2 separate regions of the Sus scrofa genome follow, and region 1 is linked to region 2. A link is a contact called in public Hi-C data. All regions are on one chromosome and are shown on one strand. Each heading gives the region's core, a stretch centred on a gene start, on an enhancer-like site or on the middle of the called end of the contact. The rest is flanking DNA. Distances are from core to core; before and after follow the strand shown.

Region 1 (4,787 bases), core at 2,225-4,724, 460 kb before region 2:
GCCACAGCTGCAGCAGTGCCAGATCCTTAATCCACTGTGCCACATGGAAACGTCCTCTTCCTTTAGAATAAATTTCCAAATAAATTCCTTCATTTCTGCCATGTAGAATAATTTTATGTCTGAATCCTATTCATCCTTTAATTCCCAGTTCAGATGCCTCTCGTTTCACCTGCCCCCAAAGCTGGAACTGATCTCTTCTGTCTCCCATCTCCCTTTTTCTCTACCTCCCTACGAGAGTGACTGACAACAGTTTGCCTTGTTCCTGAGACATCTGTGCTGGGTCCTCTAAGCACCTTCAAGCAAGGGATGTATGTCCTCCCTCCTGCTGGCACATGGGTGCTCAGTAAATACCTGTTGAATAAGTACTGAATGAATTAACTAATGAATAAAAAGGCCTTTCAATAAGAACCAAGTACTAGCATAGCATTAAAAATTTCTTAATTGAAGAAATACAACAGCTCTGTAAGTCGCTGGACCACATTTGAAAGGCCAGTCATACATATGCATAATGGGTTAATAACCCATATGCTAGTGTCCAAAATGTTTCCTTGATTCTAAAAAGCATCTTCTGCCTGACTAGACTTTTAATATATTTTCCCATTTTTAGGGCTGTAATAAAACATATTTTCTTTCAAAATGTAATTTACATGTAAAAGTCTTAAGGGGACAGCCTCTCATTTGCATTCAGGAACTTTCAGAAGATATAAGACTCACATATTTCATTTGAATTCCTGAATTGAATTTTCGTTTGAATTTTGATCTGAATGTATAGATATAAATCCAAGTTTAAGATCTAGAGTGTATAAGAATTATAATTTTCATGGGTCAAATGCTGATTTTCACTTTTTGGAAATGTGTGAAGATGACCCCTTGCAAGAATCTTATAATTATCTAGAGATACATGAAATGATGAAGAAAAGAGCTGAGAAGACAGTAACAAATGAGTTCCCAGCAAACAGAAATAAAAGAGGTATAGAGGGTTCCCTTTTCTCCACACCCTCTCCAGAATTTGTTATTTGTTGACTTGTTAATGATGGCCATTCTGTGTGAGGTAGCACCTCATTCTTGTTCTCTAATAACTAGTGATGTTGAGCATTTTTTCATGTGCCTCTTGGCTAACCATATGCCTTCATTGAAGAAATGTCTATTTGAGTCTTCTGCCCATTTTTCGATTAGGTTGTTTGTTTTTTTGTTGTTATTGTTGTTGAGTTGTGTGAGTTGTTTGTATATTTTGGAGATTAAGTTTTTGTCTGTTCCATTGTTTGCAAAGATTTTCTCTCATTGTGTGGGTTGTCTTTTTGTTGTTGTTGTTGTTTTAATGGTTTCCTTTGCTTTACAAAAACTTTTGAGTTTAATTAGGTCTCATTGGTTTATTTTTGTTTTTATCGACCTTATTCTAAGAGGTGGATCAAACAGATGTTTCTGTGATTTATGTCAAAGAGTGTTCTGCCTATGTTTTCCTCTAGGAGTTTCATAGTATCTGGCCCTATGTTTAGGTCTTTAATCCATTTTTGAGTTTATTTTTGTGTATGGTGTTCAGTGTTGATGGGAATGTAAATTGGTACAACCACTATGGCAAACAGTATGGGGGGGTACCTCAGAAAACTAAATATAGAACTACCGTATTATTCAGCAATCCCACTCCTGGGCATTGATCCAGACAAAACATTCATTCAAAAAGGTACACATATCCCTATGTTCATCGCAGCGCTATTCATGATAGCCAAGACATGGCAACAACCTAAATGTCCCTCAAGAGATGAATGGATTAAAATGTGGTACATATATGCAATAGAATATTATTCAGCCATAAAAAGGACAAAATAATTTGCAGCAATATGGATGCAACTAGAGATTCTCATACTAGATGAGGTAAGTCAGAAAGAGAAAGACAAATCATATGATAGCACTTAATATATGGAATCTAAAATATAGCACAAAATGATCCTATCTACTAAACAGAAACAGATTGCAGACATGTAAAGCAGACTTGCGGTTGCTGGGTTGTGGGGCGAGAGTGGGATGAATGGGGAGTTTAGGTTAGTAGTGCACACTGTTGCATTTGGAATGGGTAAGCAATGGGGTCCTACTGTACAGCACAGGCAACTTATGTCCAATCTCTTGGCTTAGAACATGATGGAAGATAGTATTAAAAAATGTACATGTATGCATGCTCGTGATACTTGTTATACAATAGAAACATTGATGAAACATTGAAAGAACATTGTAAATCAAATACAATTTAAAAAATAAAATTTAATAAAAAACAAAAAAAATTAAAAAGGGATAGAATAAAAGCCCCCATTACTGGGAAATCAGACTCCTATAGAGCAACCTTTCAAACTCTATTCAATACATATTTTTATTATAACATTTAGCTTTACAGTAGCATATAACTTAATAGCTTTAAGTGGAATTACTCCCCATGGACCTTTGTATGGACACCTGAAACAGCTCAGAAAATCAGTCCTCAGTTATGGCTTGTGCAATACCCACGTCTCCACCAGAGGGCAGCAAGAGGCTGTACCCAGATTACTCTTTGCTGGCTTCTAGCTTCAGTTAGAAGCCAAGCAGAACAACCTAATCTACATACCAACTCGCCAGTGGAATCTCAGCTTCACAACCTCAGACAGAATGGAGACAAATGGACTTATTCCTGGCAGAGGAGATTTAAAATATCAAAGAAACGTCTTATAGGCAAAGTAGATGCGCATGATTTCAAGGCTTTGCCCCTGACTTGGAAGCAAGTCATGTGATCTGAAGACCTCCTTTGGCCAGAAGTGGCATAACTTAGTTTATTGTCAAGGAACAGAGTCACCTGACCCTAGCATTGTCAAGACTTAGAGAAAAAGTTGATAATCAGATAATTGGATGTGGGTTTTTTTGTTTTTTGTTTTTTGTTTTTTGGTTTTTTTTTCTGCATTAAAGGCTCAATGCCCAAGAACTGGCCTTGGAGAAAATGAAATCATTATTCCTATTCTTTGACAGCCTTGAGGCAGAATTTCCAAGGCAAATTTATAAGGTGTATAAGGATTTAGTTTCTTGTTTTGCTTTCTTCTCTCTTGCCAGTTACCTCCTGAGAGCTGGGCATGGATCAGTAAAATCCCTCTGCTGTGGCTGCCAGCAAGTCTGTGCCTGATTTGGTGCATTTCTGAAAAGGTACCAGGGCCTCTAGTGGAATATAACACCCTAATACTAGGCCAAGGGTTGGATCCAAGCCACATTTCAATGTCTGCTGCTGAACCAAGCTCTAAGCAGGGACCATCTTTTCTGCCCAAGAAGTTGTTACTGGAATCTTTCAAGTGTTTGCTTTTGCAACTAAACTGGTCAAGAAAATGTTTTTAAAAATTAGGAGTCACTCAGAAAGGAGATAGCCTCTTTTCACCCAACATTTCCAAGAGACACATCATCTGTGTACCCAGATACCCTCAGAAAAATACACATGTGTACATGCACACTTGCCAAGACACAGAAAGTTCTCAGGAGACTCATGTTCCTAAAAGCTTTCTGTCTTTTACACCAGTGTTTATTGCTGTCTAGTCTCATACGACCTACTATGGGAGATACTGGCATAGCAAGAATTTTGCATCAGGAATATATAAGAAAACATGATCAAGGCAGAAAGCAGGTGTATTCAAATAGTGTCAAGGTATTCAAGTGTGATAGAGCCAGTAGGTAGAGTAACATCTAACTCAGGTCGATTCCAGGATAAAAAGATATTAAAATTCGCATTGAAAATCTCCCTCCAGGAGCATATAGGCATCATGAGAACAGGGATGTTTAGTTCCTTGTTCTAACAAGAAGCTATTTCATCCCTCATTCTGTCCTAAGTGCCTAGAACAGTTCAAATACTCAATTTTTGTCAAATGAAGAAAATACTTAAGAAAGTTACCACATCAGAGACCGATATCTCTCAGTGAGTCTGTTTCAGACAATCCTTTCCCCCTCCAACATTAAGGCAGATCATGATTTATTCACTTGAACACTAGCTGATGTAGTTGGCCTGGCTCAAGGGGCTGTGTTGTATGCATCTTTAATAATAGCCGCATCCAGAGAGGCAAGTTGCTCACCTCAGAGAAGCCCATGGGCACAGATGCTGGCTGAATAAAGGAAGATTCCCTTCTCCTACTCTCTTGTGGCCAGATTTAGCAAATAAAAATAGAGCGTGCTCTGTTAAATTTGAATTTCAGATAAATGAATTTAGCATAGTACAAACTTGTACTAAAAAAAAATTCATTATCTAAAATTCAAAAGTAAATGTGTCCTGTATTTTTGGCAGCCCTAATCTACAGCATATACTTGCTGAGCAGAAGGAGGGAAGAATTGTCTGACATTTAAATTTTGACCTTCCTAGGGTCACACAGGTTGTATTTTTTAACTTCAGTGTATGAATGCCACTGTAGTGTGACCATGACAGTAGACCCCATTTAATTCCTTTAGGTGTGCCATTGAAAATTCTAATATTTGGAAACGTTCCGTGAACTCAAAGTTTTGAAAACCTAGTATAGGGTCTTTGGTAATCGGTCTCCTTTGATCTGAATGAAGGGTCTTCCCTGTAACCTTCTCCATCCCCTAGACTTTAATTCTAGGCAGATTTTAATTGTAAACAGACTTTGATTTCTGGGCAGATAGCTTTGTTCAGAAGGTTGAAACTAGGCATAGGAGGTCTTGTGTTTCCTAAGTGATTTCCAGCCTATTATCAACCTCCTGATCATGAAGCGGCTATCACAGCCAATTTTGGGAGTGGGGCAGGAATTCATACTGCAAGAGTCGGGGAAAGTACTGAA
Region 2 (5,009 bases), core at 602-3,101:
AACATTATGGCTGTGTGCAAGCATATTACCTGAGGCTCTACAACAGATTCACTAAGAATGGCCTTGGCAACCGGGTCTTGATTTACCACAATTGGACCTTGAGAGGAATCAGGAGCCATTGTTATATTCGGAAACCCTGCAGAAAGAAAATAAGTCATGATGATTTTGTTTCATTTAATTACATTGATTTCACATGTACTATACACTGCCATAAGTTTGCATCATCATATGAAAATCTTAAATAACAATAATGACAACTCACACTTATATAGTCCTTGCTATATGCCAGGCACTTTTCTAAATGTTTTTACATATATTCAATTGTTTCACCCTCGCAAAATTCCATGAAGTTGTTCCCATTATTATTTTACATATGGGTAAACAGAATCTCACAGATGTGAAGTAACAGGCACAGAATCATACTAGTGACTGGCCAAGCCAGAATTCAGACCTTAAACTAAAGCCTCGTCATCTGTTTTTTACGGATTAATATACACATCAAAGTGGAAAATGTTGTATAGTTATACACGGGAGGCACAGTTCCTTTCAGAGAGAGACTGAAGTTGCTTTAGGTTTCAAATTAAGCTTTACTCAAATTACATACAAAACAGATACTGTAATTATATGATAACTTAATACTAATAAGCTGAAAAATTCATATTTTAAATTAGGAAATCTTACACATTTCACAAAGTATTTTAGAAAATAATAACAATTTACTTTTCCTTAACTGAGTAATTTTAATAGTTAATATTCTTTGTGAAAATATTAATATTCTTTGTGAAAAGCACATAAATTATAATAAATCTGTGCCTAACAACCCTTATATACTATTCACTCCAGAAAACACGTAATATAAATAATACAATGGCTAAAAAAACAATTTTAAATTCTTTCAAATAGCCAGGTGTGGGCTATGGCCGTTAATAAGATAAAGAAATTTTGTTTGATGTGAATACTTTACCTGTGCGCCTACGAGGAAAATCAACAAACAAATCTTTTGCTGTAGCCATCAAATGATCAGATTTTTCCAATACATCCTGCATCTGGTATTGATCAGAAAGAATCTAAAGATGTGTTAATAATAAATATTATTATTCAGAAAAATGTATATACTTAACAAATCACAGAGGAAAAGTCATACAAAGCCAGGAGCATAAAAATAACTTAAAATCCTTCAGTGGCAATACCACTAAGAACCAGTAGATGGAGCTATTACAATAATTAGTGGATTCCAAATGCTTGGCTTCAATTTAAGCCACAATCTCAAATGCATGAATCTTTGCTGTTTCTACCTCTAAAGTGATTTCATAACCCACTAATGAGTCATGACTCATAACTTAAAAAACAAGATGTGATATATGAGTTGGGGGCATTAAACAAAAAAGTGATGCTTCCACATTTATAAAAAACCTCAGTTTTTATCCTGGAGAGATGAGAACTCAAAAAAATACCATTACATGGGAGTTCCTGCCATGGCTCAGCGGTAACAAACCCAACTAGCATCCACGAGGGTGCCCATTAGATCCCTGGCCTTGCTCAGTGGGTTAAGGATCCTGTGTTGCCGGGAGCTGAGGTATAAGTGGCAGAGGCAGCTCAAATCCTGTGTTGCTGTGCCTGTGGCCTAGGCCAGCAGCTACACCCTGGATTCAACCCCTAGCCTGGGAACTTCCATATTCCACAGGTTCCGCCCTAAAATTACAAAATATAATATAATAATTACAGCAGTGCTTCTGATTTTGTACTTTCAACTTAGGAACTTTCCTAATTATAAGCAAGGACACACGGGCTGGAGTGAAAGCAAGTCAACTCCATCCACCACCACCAGGTGGCATCCTAAGGTTGAAAGGAGCCTCAACATTGGAAACTGCCCAATTTCCAACACTGACTCAAATCAAAATATCTGGTAACAAATGCTCTTTCCAGAATTTCTCTAGGCTATGGAAACAAGCATATAATATGACTCAGCTATTGTTTCAGGACATGAAGAAAAATAACAAGAGTTACAGTCTGACTCTCCCCTTTTTCCCTTGCTAAAAGCCAAGCATATTGGCTGGCTCAGTTAATGCGAATAAAGTTCTGAACTCTTTGCTTCCAAAAAGAGTAAGCTTTGTAATGGCATAAAGCAAAAGCACATCTGGACTTATAAGGCTGGCATCCTAAGCCCAGTAATTAGATACTAGGCAAACCCCCACTTAAAAACTTAGTTTCCTGATAGGTAAATGAAGATACAAACACCTTCCCAATCCCACAAGGCTGTTATAAGGCTGTGGACACACTGAAAATATGTGTTCAACTCTAGATATATTTGAGAATGTTGTTGCAACTAAAATTTCCATTTCTGGTTAGCTATTTTGCAGTACATGCAATTAGAGCTTAAGAAAGTAAATGAAGCATTATAATCTATCACTTACACTAGAAAAATTACACAAGGTATACTTTCTAATGGCAGTTTTAAGAGTTTACTATTTTAAAAAAAGGAATTGACCTCCGATCAAGATAAAGATATATAAACTGACAGAAATCAATTGTGGAGGAATGATTTTATCATATCAAGATCTAATATGCTCAACATTACTAATTATTAAACAAATGCAAATAAAAAGTACAATGAGGTGTTACCTCACACCACTCAGAATGGCCATAATCAAAAAGTCTACAAATAATAAATGCTGGAGGGGGTACTGACAAAAGGGGACCCTCCTACACTGTTGGTGGGAATGTAAATTGGTGCAGATACTATATAAAACGATATGGAGGCTCCTTTAAAAACTAAAAATAGAGTTACCATATGATCCAGCAATCCCACTCCTGGGCATATATCCAGAGAACACTATAATTCAAAAAGATATATGCACCTCTATGTTCATAGCAGCACTATTCACAATAGCCAAGACATGAAATATCCATCAAGAGATGGACCTAAATGTCCATCAAGAGATGAATGGATAAAGAAGATGTGGTGTATATATACAAACACACAGTGGATTATTATGCAGACATAAAAAGAATGAAATAATGTCTTCTAGCAACATGGATGAACCTAGAGATTAACATATTAAATGAAGAAAGTCAGAAAAAGACAAATATCATATGCTATCACTTACATGTGGAATCCAAAAAAAAAAAAAAAGATACAAATGAGCTTATTTACAAAAGAGAAATAGACTCACAGATGTAGAAAACAAATTTATGGTACCGAAAGAGAAAAGAGGGGCAGGGGGAGGGATAAACTAGGAGTTTGGGATTAACAAATACAAACTATTATATACAAAACAGATAAACAACAAGGACCTACTGTATAGCACAGGGAACTATATTCAGTATCTTATAACAACCCATAATAGAAAAGAATCTGAGAAAGAATACACACACAAACATACACACACGCATACATTATAAACAAATGAATCACATTGCTATAAAACTGAAACCAACACAACGTTGTAAACCAACTATGATTTAAAAACTTTTTTTAGGATTTTCCCTTATGGCTCAGCAAAAATGAATCTGACTAGGAACCATGAGGTTGCAGGTTCGATCCCTGGCCTTGCTCAGTGGGTTAAGGATCTGGGATTGCTGTGAGCTCTGGTGTAGGTTGCAGACCCAGCTCGGATACCGCGTTGCTGTGGCTGTTGCATAGGCCAGCAGCTGTGGCTCCGATTCGACCACTAGCCTGGGAACCTCCATGTGTGCAGCCCTAAGAAGAAGAAGAAGAAAAAAAGAAAAATTTAAAGATCTGATATTATTTATAATGAGGTCTTCAGTAAGCCACCTCCCTGCATCCTTCTGCAAATCCCAGGGTCTTTAGGGCAGATAGTCTGAGGGGCCAGAGGTCAGTGCATTGACTTTCCCTTGCTCTTTCTAGATTTCTTTATCACTGCTCTGTGATAAAACTTATCCTCATGATAGGTAAAATCAATCTCTGCAGGCTCCTCTGTATATATTACTTCCCCAGACGGATTTGCAAAGCATAAGGCCTATCTCATGAATAGTAGAACATATCTTGGATTTTCAAAAGACCAGTCACAAGCCCCTTCAAAAACATCTGAAAACTTCTCATGCAAGTAGCCTTGTTCTCTAGTAATAAAAACCAGACAGAATTGGGAAAGTACAAAGAGATTAGGTTATTTACTATACTTTTGGAATTTATAAAATCTGCACCAAAGCCTCCGTCTAATTTGAATCTGAACTCTTTATTTGCTTGATCCCCATAGTATGAGTGCATCATACAGCAAATAAAACCTAAGACTATGCTGGTCAAAGAGCTTTTCTCTAAATTTACATTAATCCAGAAGCCCAGCTCCTGGGGATGGGTCCTGGCAGCTCTAACACATAATGATAAAGCTGAGGTGGATATGGCCAAGGAGGCCTTTTCCTTTGGTCCCCTCACATACCTTATCAGAGACATTACAAATTTAGTAACAGTGAAATAATAGATGTATGTATCCTGATTTCTGAGATGACTCAGAAATTCCACTTTTAAGAATTTATCGTACAAATATATTTACACATGTACTCAAAAACACATTCAAAGATATTCATTACACTATTTACAGTGACAAGGCAGGAAATAATCTGTGGGTGGCGGGCACTGCTACTTATCCATCAACATCCTTTCTTTCCATTTTCCCTTTAACAGCAGAACTCCCAAGTTAGCTAAGGATATAGCTAATTTCCCAATCAGCCCTGCAGGTGAGAATCGTCATGTGATGAATTTCTGGACAATGGGATAGAAGCCAGAGCTTCTGGGTGGTATGGAAAAGGAGTGGCATGCATTCTCTTCCCACTTCATGCTGCCAGGGATACAAGTGAAGAAAGCTGGAACAGCCACTCTGCACTCAGAGACAGAGCCTCCTACCAACTACCATACACCTCTGAAAGTTCCATAAGAGAGGAACAGATTTCTATTTTGTTTAAACCACTATATGTTGGGATCTTTTTTTTTTTTTTTTTTTCGGATGCTTATACTATACTCTAATACACACCCGAAATGTTCACCAATAAAG

What was found. Hi-C and Micro-C count contacts between places; a contact is called where the count stands out from the background.
Region 1: a Hi-C map of skeletal muscle shows a contact between it and region 2, with 2.9 times the contacts expected there. The contact joins two enhancer-like sites. A contact is called at or near these places in 7 of 47 Hi-C or Micro-C datasets (embryonic fibroblasts, epiblast stem cells, omental adipose tissue and 2 more).

The regions. Positions count from the first base shown.
Region 1 is chr13:146,888,273-146,893,059 of Sscrofa11.1, reverse strand. All of the region lies in intron 5 of GTPBP8 (GTP-binding protein 8), which reads left to right. Among named protein-coding and RNA genes, the nearest start is that of NEPRO, 11 kb to the left of the region's middle. Within about 2 kb of position 3,474, at least 15 of the 83 cell types and tissues checked have an H3K27ac peak or open chromatin away from gene starts, as enhancers often do. A contact at or near this core is called in skeletal muscle, where this site is marked.
Region 2 is chr13:146,430,588-146,435,596 of Sscrofa11.1, reverse strand. SPICE1 (spindle and centriole-associated protein 1) reads right to left here. Exons shown (of 18, transcript XM_021070358.1): 5 at 965-1,067; 6 at 30-136. Among named protein-coding and RNA genes, the nearest start is that of SPICE1, 22 kb to the right of the region's middle. Within about 2 kb of position 1,851, at least 14 of the 83 cell types and tissues checked have an H3K27ac peak or open chromatin away from gene starts, as enhancers often do. A contact at or near this core is called in skeletal muscle, where this site is marked.